Linked DNA regions of Mus musculus: region 1 is linked to region 2. The links are chromatin contacts, called in public promoter capture Hi-C maps. All regions are on one chromosome and are shown on one strand. Each heading gives the region's core, a stretch centred on a gene start, on an enhancer-like site or on the middle of the called end of the contact. The rest is flanking DNA. Distances are from core to core; before and after follow the strand shown. Region 1 holds the start of 1700052I22Rik (RIKEN cDNA 1700052I22 gene). Region 2 holds the start of Ccdc177 (coiled-coil domain containing 177).

What was found. Promoter capture Hi-C pulls out the DNA fragments that hold promoters and counts their contacts.
Region 1: a promoter capture Hi-C map of embryonic stem cells shows a contact between it and region 2, with 3 times the contacts expected there. The contact joins the promoter of 1700052I22Rik here to the promoter of Ccdc177 in region 2. A contact is called at or near these places in 16 of 39 promoter capture datasets (the C10 cell line, the HPC-7 cell line, Sertoli cells and 11 more), 2 of 15 datasets of contacts at CTCF or cohesin (embryonic stem cells and large pre-B cells), 2 of 484 Hi-C or Micro-C datasets (bone marrow-derived macrophages and cortical neurons), 20 of 115 datasets of contacts at active chromatin or transcription factors (SST interneurons, acute myeloid leukemia, bone marrow-derived macrophages and 9 more) and 5 of 9 other capture datasets (adipose tissue, embryonic stem cells, liver and 2 more).

The regions. Positions count from the first base shown.
Region 1 is chr12:80,920,202-80,926,545 of GRCm38.p6, forward strand. It overlaps 1700052I22Rik (RIKEN cDNA 1700052I22 gene), which reads right to left and starts at 4,246. Exons shown (of 2, transcript NR_033786.1): 1 at 4,027-4,246; 2 at 3,231-3,387.
Region 2 is chr12:80,755,917-80,762,805 of GRCm38.p6, forward strand. It overlaps Ccdc177 (coiled-coil domain containing 177), which reads right to left and starts at 4,799. Exons shown (of 2, transcript NM_001008423.2): 1 at 4,481-4,799; 2 at 1-3,610. The coding sequence starts at 3,582. The coding sequence ends at 1,462.

The DNA of each region.
Region 1 (6,344 bases), core at 2,996-5,495, 160 kb after region 2:
GCCTGCGAGCTTGGGAACCCGGTTTCAGCCTCCCACATCCTAGGCTTCGTTTTCCCACTCCCTGAGCCCAGCATCCGACAACACAATGGCAGTACAGGGTGAACAGTCTAGTGTCTGCGTGTTCCCCCCTCCCCCCCCCCCCCCGAGCATTTTTCACATCTCAGCAGCAGGGCAGAACTCTGACCCACAATTCTCCACCTTTTTTTTTTTTTTTTTTTGGTTTTTCGAGACAGGGTCTCTCTGTGCAGCCCAGGCTGTCCTGAACCTTACTCTGTAGACCAGGCTGGCCTCGAACTCAGAAATTCTGCCTCCCAAGTGCTAGGATTAAAAGTGTGTGCCACCACTGCCCCGCTAATTCTCCACATTTTTTTTTTTTTCGAGACAGGATTTCTCTGTATAGCCCTGGCTGTCCTGGAACTCAATTTGTAGACCAGGCTAGCCTCGAACTCAGAAATCTGCCTGCCTCTGCCTCCCAAGAGCTGGGATTAAAGGCGTGTGCCACCACCGCCCGGCCAATTCTCCACATTTTTAATATGCAGCAAAAATTCACCAACCCTTCTTGTACACCAGCCCTGTGTCCAGCTCCAGTGTTTGGCTCAGGTACATCTAGGGACTCCATCACTATACCGCCAGAGTAGCACACACTGCTTCTTTAAAGTGACATCTTTCAGACACTTGGGGGCTTTTCCAATAGATATGTGTACTCTTGATGGATAGGGCAGTTTCATGGGTATGTTTTCTTAAGATTTATTTATTTTATGTATATGAGTACACTGTAGCTGTACAGATGGTTGTGAGCCTTCATGTAGTTGTTGGGAATTGAATTTAAGACCTCTGCTCACTCTAGTTGGACCTGCTTGCTTCAGTAGAGGGAGTCAGATCTCATTATGGGTGGTTGTGAGCCACCATGTAGTTGCTGGGATTTGAACTCAGGACCTCTGGAAGAGCAGTCGTTGCTCTTACCCACTGAGCCATCTCTCCAACCCCTTGTGGGTGTTCTTAAAGTAAGAAGATTTGAATGTCTTGATTTGCATGATTTTGTAGGGTCTTCTGGGTCAAGAGAATAGCAAACCATCTTCACAGGTCACCTCAGGCCACTTACGGGAAGAGCAAAAGGGTTTATTTCATCTGCTTTCAAATGATAGTCTGTCAAACTGGAGAGCCAAGACATGAACTCAAGGGAAGAGGCTCAAAACAGAAACCATGGAAGGGATTGCTGCTTACTGACCTGTTCCCAAATTCAAGGTCAAGCTACCTTTCTTATGCAGTCTACTCCACTCAGCTAGGTGGGATACCACCCACAGTAGTGTACTGGGCTGGACTGCAACAATTAGCCATCTAGAAGATGCCTCAGATGCATTCCCTCAGGCCAATCGGAGAGAGACAATTTCTCTATTGAGTTTCCCTCTTTCCGGGTGTGTCAAGCCACAACTGATGTTAGCTTTGACCGACATATCGCCACCCCTTATCAAAAGAGTATCACTTTAAAGTAACCTTCCCTTTCTTATTTATTCTCATGATCTCATGTGAATACCATAATATAAAATGCAACTTTAAAAGTCCCACAGTCTGAGTTGGGATTTAGCTCAGTGGTAGAGTGTTTGCCTAGTAAATGTAAACGCAAGGCTCTGGGTTCCATCCTCAGCTCTGAAAAAAAAAAAAAAAAAAGTCCCACAGTCTTTAAACATTTTAACACTTTAAGACTGGGCATGGTGGCACATGTTGCTTTCAATCTCAATACTCTAGAAGCAGAGGCAGGTGAACCTCTTGTGAGTCTGAAGCCAGCCAAGTCTACATAGTGAGTTCCAGGAAAGCCAAGGATACATAGTAAAAACTTGTCTCAAAAAGCAACAGTTCAACACTTAAAAAGTTCTGTTACCCAACCCTAAGCTCTTGTGAACATCAAAGACGAGTTACATACTTTCTCATTCCAAAATGAAGAACTAGGATTTAGGAACTATCGGATTAAAGCAAACCCCCAAGCTATAGCAGTGTAAATCAAATCCCGCATTTCTGACCAAATCCTCTAGTCCAGCATCTGGACCCTGCAGAGGGATGTGCACAACTGCGCTGAGCTGCTGCGGACAGATGGAAGAGGAAACTTACACCCTGCGGGCCCCATAGCAGTTCCTTAGAGTGAAGAATGCCTTTTGGATTTGTTGGTTTTGTTTTTGTGACTAAATGAAAAAAAAAAAAAAGGAAATAAAAGGAGAACATGGCTACTACTGAAGTGCGGAGAAGATTTTTATTGTAGATATAAGGGAGAAAGCAGGCTGAACATGGCGGTGGCCTGAACATGGCAGGCAGACTAAACAAGACCATGAGGATAGAGGGGGAGGGAGAACAACAGAGGTGTTGTGTTTTATGAAGAAGAAAAAGAAGCCCAGGACCTGGTTGGTAGAGGCACGTGTGGTATCAGGTGTGGGGGAAGGTGGTGTCTCGGTGGGCCCAGGCTGAGGCATCCCTTCCCCCTGAGGTACCAGCCACAGGAAGGTATAGTATAGAATAGAGTTTATTTAGGGCATGGGGAGAGGAGTTGAGAGGGTAGTAAAGACAGAGAAAGCCAGGGAGAGGGAAGGAAGGGGGGGGGGGGGAGGAGACGCGACCAGAAAGAGAAGGGACAGAGAGGGTAGAGAGGAAGATAGTAAGAAGAGCATATAGTGAGTCAGGCACACCTGGCTGTTGCCAGGTAACTGTGGGGCAGAGCCTAGAAGACATGCCAAGAAGAGGAGCCACACACCAAGAAAGGCAACCAGACCAAGAGGGAAAGAGCGCAGCATAGCTAAAATGGGCTATACAGGGATGGGATTGGAGGAAGGGAAGCGGGAAGCGGAAAATCAGCCGCTGCAGGGATGGGGGAGGTGCAGGCGGGGGAGGCAGGTTTAGGGTAGAGGGTGGGGTGAAGAGCGCTGGGAGGAGCCACAGGTACTGCAAGAGCCTTCTCCCGGGTTTCTTTGAGACCTAACAAAGACAGGGTTTCACTCCCATAGTCCAGAATAGCCTTGATACTGCCTCATCCCTCTCAGATCTTTGAGTGCCAGGACTACAGGTGGAACCACCAAGCTAAGCCTCAGTGTCGTGATTCCGGCGTTTAAACGCTACAGACAAAAAAAAAAAAAAAAAAAAAAAAAAGTAAGCAAGGCTTCAATAACACTAGCCATCTGGATTCAGAAATGTGCTGGTCCCTTTAAGGTATCACGATAAAAATGACTGAGATGGGGGTCACAATATTGTCATCAGGTGGTTTTAATGTTGACTTTGATAAGTGAGTATTAGGTAGAAGAGGGGTCTGAGAAAACTGCAGAACATTAGAGGTGATGTCAGCGTCTGGTAGTTTGGATCTGTCTTGCTGATCTGTTTGACTTCACCTTTTCCTCTGAGAAGTCCCTATGTAACAGATAAATGGAAACAAAGTAAACGCTCACAACAGCTATGTGTTTGTTGTGGGAATCTCGGGATCACTGCATTGCCTTTGAAGCAAGAAAAGCACCTTGGCAACTCTCTAATCAGAAAGTCCCTGAGCTGGCAGGACCTGACAAAAATCTTGTCTTGCCAGACAGGTCTAGGGAGGACATTGAAATCTACTTTGTTTCCTCAGGTGTAAAGGAGGGTGGGGCTGCAGGTGTCCCCATGTCCTGGACTCCCAAGGCAGAACCTGGTGGGGGTGGGGCTTTATGGATGAGGTACGCGTAAGTGGCAGGGGGGTGGGGGGAGGCAAATGGCCACGGTCCAGTATTTGACATAGAATTTGCTTGGCTCCTTGCAGCTTAAACAGCTTGGCCATGGAAAACAATGAAGAGACCAGGAGAGACAACCCGACAATAAAAACGGTTAGATCAAGAAGGCTCCACAGTGCTTTCATTTAAGTGACCCAATGTGGCCTAGAAAACGGTCCCGCTTTTAAGTGACTGCAACCCAGGAAACAAAAGGGAAGAAATGCTCACCAGGAGCCTGGAGAAGTAATATTAATCTAAAGATAATACAGGGGCCAGTCATTGGGTTCATGACTCCAGGCCCCTGACCTACCATCCGTTGTTCATATTAGGAGTCAAGTGGTCTGATTTTTGTGATTTGATACTCAGCACAGCCTGCTGTTCACAAGATTGACCTTCCCCCATTAGCCAAGAGCTCAGCTCCTCTGCAAGCTCATGAGAAGGTCCTAGTGCTGGTGACTTGCTCAAAGCCTTCCTTTTGGCACTGTGCCAAGGTGGAACTGGTTCTCCAACCCTTGCTGAGATTCCCCCACAGCTCTACAGAGGCTGACGACAACAATACAAAGAGTTCACAGTGGTTCCTTCACACAGCTCAAAGTTCCGGAAGCTGGCCTGAATAGATTGGTGGCCACTGAGCATGCATATGGTTTTTATTTTTAAAGTAGTGTTATTTTTATTTACTCTGTGTGGAAGGGGAGAGAGAGAGAGACAGACAGAGAGAGAGAGAGAGACAGACAGACAGACACGCACACACACACAGAGAGAGAGAGAGAGAGAGAGAGAGAGAGAGAGAGAGAGTCCGTCAGATGTGTGCAGGTTTCTGAGGAGGTCAGAAGGATGTTGGGTCCCCTGGAGCTGAAGTTACTCCTGGTTGTGACTTCCAGCATGAATCCTGGGACTTGAACTCTGTTCCTCTGAAAGAGAAGGAAATGCTTTTACCTGCTAAGCCATCTCTCTAGTCCCTGACTGTGGTTTTATACTAGAAAGGTCACAGTCAAGAGTGACATCATTGGTTATTAATGTTTAAAGACCAATCTTTCCTTTTGGAGGGGAGGTAGGGTTGAGACAGGCTTATTCTGTATAGCACTGGCTGTCCTGGAACTCACTCTGTAGGCAGATTGGCCTCGAATTCACAGAGATCAACCTGTCTGAGCCTCCCAAGTGCTGAGATTAAAGGTGTTTGACACCCTTGCTCAGCTTTAATATCTGATTAACTTATTATTTAACTGTTCTTGAATGCTGTGTGATCCAATTGTTATTTGACTAAAATAAGATCCATCCTTTTGGTAAGGGGATGGCTGAAGAGATGGCTTAGCGTCTCTCCAGCCACTTTTCTCCTATCAATCACATGGGCTCCAGGAATGGAATCCAGGTCATGTTTGGTGGCAAATGCTTGTATCGATTCAATCATCTTTTTTTTTTTCGAGAGACAGGTTTCTCTGTGTAGCCCTGGCTGTCCTTGAACTCACTTTGTAGACCAGGCTGGCCTCAAAGTCAGAAATCCACCTGCCTCTGCCTCCCAAGTGCTGGGATTAAAGGCGTGCGCCACCACGCCCGGCCGATTCAATCATCTTTACCTCCAGACTTACCCTTTCTTTTTTTTTTTTTTTAAAGTTTTGTTTTTATCTATTTATTTATTTATTTATTTATATGAGCACATTGTAGCTGTCTTCAGACACACCAGAAGAGGGCGTCAGATTCTATTACAGATGGTTGTGAGCCACCATGTGGTTCCTGGGAATTGAACTCAGGACCTCTGGAAGAGCAGTCAGTGCTCTTAACCACTGAGCCATCTCTCCAGCCCCAGACTTGCCCTTTCTAACAGAACCTAGAACAGCGTTCTTAAGGGACTGTGTGGGTCTCCCTTTCCTCGGGGGGTTGTTGGATACCAGCACACAGGGCTAAGGGAGTGGAAGCACCAAGCAGGGTTCTTCAGAAGAAGGGAAGGGCTGAGCAGGACTTAAGTGCAGAATCAGGCCCCGCTTGCAGGAGGCTCTGTGCAGAGTCTTGGCCCAAATAAGGCCAGGCGCCTGTGCTCAGAGACGCTTTCCAAGTAAAATTAGGCAAATAAAGGGAAGCCCTACTGAGAATGGGAGTACTCCATTTTGCACGGAGTTTGGAGAGCTATTCAGGCATGGTGAACTGTGACCATAATAGTTGGGTTCTCCAACTGGACTGCAGCCAAGGCCTTATAACCTCTTGCCCTTGAAAGTAATCCTTTCCAGCCAGCCGCACACCGTGCCCCTGTCTCCTGAACTAAGTAAGGTTTCCTGGAAAAAACGTAACTACAACACTGTCCTTGTCCCTAATGACACTTCATTAAGAGGTGTCCTTGCTCCCTGGAGTTCCAGCCTGACCCAGTCTCCTGAATCCCTAATCTTGTAAATCCCCCACGATGGGCTCTGCCTCCTTTACCATGTGTACTTATTTCCTTCCCACCAGGTTAATAACACTAATTTCAAGCCGGGCGTGGTGGCGCACGCCTTTAATCCCAGCACGAGGGAGGCAAAGGCAGGCGGATTTCTGAGTTCGAGGCCAGCCTGGTCTACAAAGTGAGTTCCAGGACAGCCAGGACTATACAGAGAAACCCTGTCTCGAAAAACCAAAAAAAAAAACAAAAAAAACAAAACA
Region 2 (6,889 bases), core at 3,549-6,048:
ATTGCTGAGTGATAACTGAACCTTCTGACCAGGGAGCGGCTTGGTATTGCAAGTACCAAGTACCCCTCCCCGCCCCACACACACCTTGGATGCTAAATGACCATTTGTCTGTGATGCACTGCCCTGTCTAATGCCAGCAATCCATGTCACCAGAAACAAACTAGGCTAACAGCTGTCCTCCTGCCTCCCAACTCCAGGTCAAGAAAGGCACAAAGGAGACCAACAAATAACACTGAAGTGATGCTTTGGATCCAAGAGACCTTGAGGTACCAGAAGAGTTGATGGCCCCATCTAGAAGATGGGAAAGGTGAGGCACCAAGAGACTGATTGAATACTTCAGGTATAAGTGAGAGGGTACCAGGAATTTAAAGAGGGAAGACTCCTTTTCCCAGTGCCCCCAAGGAAGAGTGATACCCCTACCAACAATAGCACAGCTCCACACAGGCAATTCTAGCCCTTCAGCCACCACAGGCAAGCAGCCAAGGATCCTAAATTGTCTTCAGAACGCTGAACTAAGTCACAGAGGGGATCCTACACACTCCAGGGCTCGCCCTCCAGACTGCATTCAAGGCTGGAGCTTTAAGCAAGAGTGGCCTGGGCAGGCACAGAAGGTAGCTCTACTTCGTAAGGCAGCGGCTTCTGTCTGCAGGAGCTGGCCCCACACAGGGAAGTGGGCATCAGACACTGCCTCCACTTACGTATTCACCTTCCATGGAAGCCTCATGGGGTGGAACACTGCTGCCTAAGGAAACCATCACCTCCAGGGGTCTGGAGGTTGGAGGGCTTCCATTAAAGCTAAGCAGCCTCACCGATCCAGCCCCTTCCCTACACCACTTGGGAGAATAAGGGATTATTATCTGTAGATGATTGTCTAACTAGAAAGCCAAGGGACTCAACTGAAAATATTTTGGGAACAGGATAATTTGTTCACGTGTCCAATTCACAGTCTAGCGATAGCTTTTGTAGTCGCTTGTGCATGAACTAACATCTTAGACGAGCTGTGCTTTCTTGGGAAACTTTCAAGTCCTGTGCAACTTGTATTTTCAAAGATAGAGAGGTAAGTCTGGGAGATATTCCCTCCGCTGCTGCTACTTAAATCGTCTTGAACACAATTGTTAGAAAGATGCCCAAGGCAGCTGTGGCAGAGAGCCCCACGTTGGCCTCTGTGCTCTCTCCTACAGGGACCTTCCTCCTCCCAGCTACTTTCTATTCCAACCCAAAGACACCAGTGGATGTGGGTAGATTGTGCCATGTCGTTTCCAAATGGAGTAAGTCTGTAAAACAATGGTGACAGATGGAAAAATACCATGTCTGCCTTCTCAGTGCCTCATTAATGGTTCATTAGTCTGGAGAGTTCATAGTGTGGCAACTGGACTGGAGAAGCCTGGAGTTTGGTCAAGGTGACTAAGAGAGAGGCCACACCTGGCCATATCCAGCAGCACGGTCTGTCCAGGGCGGCTGTCATTTGCGGTCCAGGCTGGCATGTAGCTGGGCCTCTCGCACCATGCGGTCAAAAGAGCGCGTGTTGGTCTCCTCCCGCACCTTCTCCCGCACATGGAAGGAGGCCCGGGCCGTGGAGCGAGCGCTCTCCAGCGCGCTTCGCCGTTCTCGAGAGAGCTGCTCACTGCGCTCCAGCTTGCGCCCAATGGCCTGCAGCAGCTCGCGGCGGCGGCAGTCTTCGTCTCTCTCTACCTTCTCCTTGTTGGCACGCTGGGCCCTCTCCTTTTCCAGGCGGGTCTGAACCACGCGCCGGGCCTTCTGCTGCACAGCCTCTTCGGCCACCTGCGCCGCGTGCTGCAGCCGTCGTTCTCCCGCCCGCGCCAGCGCCTCCAAGTGCGCCTGATGCTCCCGCTCTTTGCGCTCGGCCGCTTCCTTCGCCCGCCGACCCTGGAGCTCCTCTCTCCGCGCGCGCTCCCGCAGCTCCCGGGCGCGCTGTTCCTGCAGCTGCTCGTAGTTCTCTTGCGCGCGGCCCAAGCTGGCCTCCAGGGAGCTCCGCAGGCCCTCCCGCTCCTCCTGCTGCTGCCGGACTCGGCCTCTAAGCAGCGCCTCGTGGCGCGCCCGCTCGGCCCGGCTCAGCTCGCGCTTCTCGCGCTGCAGTTGGCCCTCTTGCCGCTCTCGGGCGCGCGCCGCCCGCTGGGCGCGCTCCCGGCGGACCAGCTCCGCGCGCTCCCGCCCCTCTTGCCGGCCCTCCTCCCTCTGCTTCAGGTTCTGCTCCTGCTGCAGCTTGCGCAGCCGGTCGTCCCGCGCGGCGCGTTCCACCCGCTCCCGCCGCAGCAGTCCCTGACGCTCCGCCAGCTCCCGCCGCCGCTCCTCGCTGCGCTCGCACTGCTGCTGCCGCCTCCGCGCGGCCTCGCGCTCCTCCCGGCCCCGGCGACCGCGCCGCTCCTCCACCTGCGCCGCCCAGGCCCGCCGGCCCCGCTCCAGCGCGCGCTGCTTCTCTCGCTCCTCGCGCTCCCGCCGCTGTTCGGCGCGCACGCGCTGCTGCTCCCACTGGCCGTGGGCCGCGGCGCGCTGCTCCAGCAACAGGCGCTCTTCCTGGTGCCGGGCCAGCATGAGGGCGGCGATCTTGCGGTCGCGCTCGGGTACCCCGCGCAGGCCTCGCTCGGCGCGCACTTGGCGGACGATGCGCTCCACATGCTGGGCTGTCTGCGGCGAGTGGCTCAGGTCTCCGAGGCTGAAGCTGCGGGCCGTGAGCGGAACCAGAGCAAGGGCCGAAGGGCGGCCCAGTGGGTTAGGTGCAGACGACGCCGAGCCCGCGGGGCAGCTGTTCCTGGCGGAAGCTCGAGGTGGCCAGCGAAGCTCCCGAAGGCTCTCCCCGCTGTAGGACGACGACGAGGCCCCGGACTCGGAGCTCAGGGCACCGTCCCTCCGGCGGGAGAGCGAGTCCAGCGAGTGGCTCTTTCTACCTGTCCGAGAACCGGCGGGCGGAGGCCGGCTCCTGGCGGGGGGACTGGGAGAAGTCCTTCGAGCAACTCGCGAGGCGGGCGAGGCCGGGAGGCTGCTGCTGCTGCTGCAGCTGCTGCTGCTGCCCCCGCTCAGGGCCGAGGCTGAGGCTGAGGCTGAGGCCGAGGCCGGGGCTGCCGCCGGACCCTTCGGTGTGAACAGGCGCCGCTTCTCCTCGCGCATGATGCGCTCGCGCTCGGCGCGGCACTGCTGCAGTTTGGCCAGGCGCTCCGCCTCGTAGGCCTCGTACAGGCCGGTGGCCACGCGCATGGAGCGGCCCGGGGCCTCGCGCACCAGGTCGGCCAGGGCCCGAGGCAGCAGCTCCACGGGCTTGACCGCGCATCGGGCGCAGGCCTCCAGAGAGCGGGGGCTGGTCAGGACGTAGCGGCTGCCCTCTGCCTCGGGGCAGGCGAAATTGAAGAGATCGAGGTGCAGCAACGGAGACTGCTCCCGACGTCCACCTTCTGCCCCGCAGGGGACTTCAGCCTTACGGGGCGCCGCCGCGGAGGCGGAGGCCGAGGAGGCAGCCGGCTGCTGGGCTCCCTGGGCATCGGGGGGCTCGGACGCTGTGGCCTCATCCCCTTCAGAGCCACCGGGCTCCGCTCCCTCTTTCTCCTCTTCTGGCACCGGGTCCACCATAGCTGAACCTCGTTCTTTGTTGGAGTCCCTGAGATGACAGAGGGGCGGGGGGACATAGAGGATCTGTGAGCTGTTCCTCCCTCCTCAGCCATATTTACCCCTCCCAACTTAATCCGATTTCAGATTAGGCTCAGGGGCCTGATGGAACGTAAATCCTAAAACTGATGCCCCAAAAACTCAGGCTGGGCAGTTGCGGTGGGGGGACGCTGGGCCTTAGACAGCAGCCTCAGTCTCCCTCAGACCTAGAATGCAGGGCCTTTCAGGAGACCACATTGGCGTGAGGCCCACTAGCTGCATCCCCTTCCTGCAAAGATTGAAGTGCAAGGAAGGCTGCAGCCAGCGAGGGAGGCGCTGGAGGATTCCCCGGAGGATTAGCTATTTGTTTGTAGCTTAGGCGGGCTGCTGGGATGCAGCTTTGCAAGAACACAAAAGGGGAAGGGGCCTGTGCATGCCAAAGTGCATTGCTGCGAGGGCCCCAGTTGCCTAGGAAGAAGTTTATGGTTGATTTCTCTCTACCAAAAGGACCCGGAGCGCAGGGCCCCCGGGAGATGGAAGGGCTGAAAAGAGTCTCCAAAGGCTTCTCCGAGTGGAGTGATGGATTCTTTCTCCAGCCTCTCCAGCGGGGCTTGCTGGGAGCTCTCTGCCTTCCTCTTCCTCCAGCCCCCACCCGGTGTTTGCTCAAGATGCACAAGGCACCTGAATCCTCCCAGATGCACCCGATCTCCAAGGCCGAATGTGTAGTTAAAGGTACCATCAACCCCAGTATGGTGGACTCAGACATCAGCCGCTGATGCTCACCAGTTTCCGCACCGCATCTCAGGGGAGTGGGCTCTTAGAGCGCCGTAAACCCTGCCGCTCCATTCTGGGAGCTGCTAGGTCTCCGAGCGGGTTCACTTACCCCAGGTCCGGGCTCCGGCCCCCTTGCCGAGGGCTTTTGTTCGCCTCTCGCTGCTCTCCCCGGCGCCTCTTCAGTCCCTGCGCCGGCGGGGTCGGGTTACTGCCGGCTGCAGCAGCCAGCGTCTCTCCATGGGAGACTACGAACTGGGAGCACACATCCCAGACGCTACCTACCCGGGGGAGGGGGAGTGCGACAAAGTCTCCCTAAAATAACGTAGCTCTGCTCCCTTGCTCACAACTGATTCTTAAAAAAGGAAGCTGGGTTCTTCCCTCGCCTCTGCATCCATCTCCACCTCTACCGCCAAGGTACCGCAGGTCTCTCGCTGCTCCTGGCGCCTCCTGGTGGCCACTTAAGGGTATTCATTTCTTTGCTTAGAGGACGACAAAGCAATTAAAAATACAGTAACTACACATGTATGCATATAAATGAATGCATGCATACATACGTAATACAGAGAGATGTGGACATAGCAGTTATCACCAGAAATCTAGTCTTTGGGCACCTTAGGCGGGTACAATGAAGGAATCAGTATATTTCTCAAAGGGATCTTAAGCAGACCAACAAGTCAGCAAGTAATTGGGTAGAAAGAGGGCACCTGGTCCAAATAGTGATTTTTATTTATTTAAGGAAAGCTAAGATGGGAGAACGAATGAGAACAAAGAATGATGCCACATTATGAAATTGCCATTACCTTGTTTGCTCACCTAAATAACTAAAAACAGTCGACAAAAACACACGGGTTCAGGCGGCAGAACACAAGTGACCAGCGGATGCTGCTTCCGAGTCGCTAGTTTCATACGATGAGACTGATCCTGATCGATGCCATGTAATGAGTGCTTTTTGATGACACCTCATCCTACCCTTCCATCGTGAGTGGTAGTGGCCAAAGACATCCCAGATTAGAATCCTCCAAGGAATGGGGGGGGGGGGGAGGTGTAGCATTAGAGAGTGTGGTGAACTATGATGCTAAAGAATCCGAAGGGCTGGTTGGTGGTGATGCCCGCCTTTGATCCCAGCACTCAGGAGGCAGAGGCAGGTGGAGCTCTGTGAGTTCAAGACCAGCCTGAGCTACAGAGTTCCAGGACAGCCAGGGCTACACAGAGAAACTAAACAAGCAAACAAAGGAAACCATGAGGGGAAAGTAAAGTTTTTGTTTTGTTTTGTTTTGTTTTGTTTTGTTTTGTTTTGGAAAGGGAAGGTTTTGAACAAGGAAATAATGCCGCAGATAGACTTTTTAGGAACATAACTCTAGCAACAACAGGGCAAGGCCCAAGAGACTAAGGAAGCAGTTGGGGAGGCACTGCAGGTACCCAGCACAGGGAATGTTGGAACCAGAAAGGGAGCGGTGGTAGGAAAGGAGGAAGGTGGGGGTTTGTAAATACAGTGGAAGGAACCACACTCAAAGCTTGGCTCTAGTGTGTGAAGTGAGGGATCAAGGATGGCTGCCTGGAGCAGTGGGATGCTGAGACAGACAGACAGACAGACAGACAGACAGACAGACACGGAAAGCGTGGATCCAGGAGGGAAGATTAGCTGGTATGGAATGCCAGTTATGGGCAGTTGCCCCTCTCCGTCATTAGAGTAGGACCATCCAACAGGTGGCTGGTTAAGTCATACTAGAGGTCTGGACTGGAACTAGATCGAGGATGTCACCATCTATGTAAGGTCCCTGTGATGGCTAGTTTTCTGTCCACTTGACACATGCTAGAGTCATTTAAGAAGAGGTGACCTCAACTGAGAAAATGCACCCCCAGACTACTCTGAAGGCAAGACTTGCATTTTCTTAATTAGCGATTGATGAGGGGGTGCCTGCCCATTGTGGGTGGTTTCACCTCTGGTGATTCTGGAGTGTGTAAGAAAGCAGGCTGAGTAAGCGTTCAGGAGCAAGCCAGTAAGCAGCAGCCTCTCGTCTTCTTACCTTGAGTTCCTGCCCTGACTTCCGCTTTCTCTCTCTCTCTTTCTTCCTTTCTTTCTTTCTTCCTTTCTTTCTTTCAAGATTTATTTATTAGCCAGGTGTGGTAGCGCACGCCTTTAATCCCAGCACTGGGGAGGTAGAGGCAGGCAGATTTCTGAGTTCGAGGCCAGCCTGGTCTACAAAGTGAGTTCCAGGACAGCCAGGGCTATACAGAGAAACCCTGTCTCGAAAAACCAAAAAAAAAAAAAAATTTATTTATTATTATAAGTACACTGTAGCTGTCTTCAGATTTCAGATGCACCAGAAGAGGGCGTCAGATCTCATTATGGATGGTTGTGAGCCACCACGTGGTTGCTGGAATTTGAACTCAGGACCTTCGGAAAAGCAGTCAGTGCTCTTAACCACTGAGCCATCTCTCCAGCCCCTGACTTCCTTTGATGATAAAAATATGACTGTAAGCAGAAATAAAATCTTTCCACCCCAAATTGCTTTTA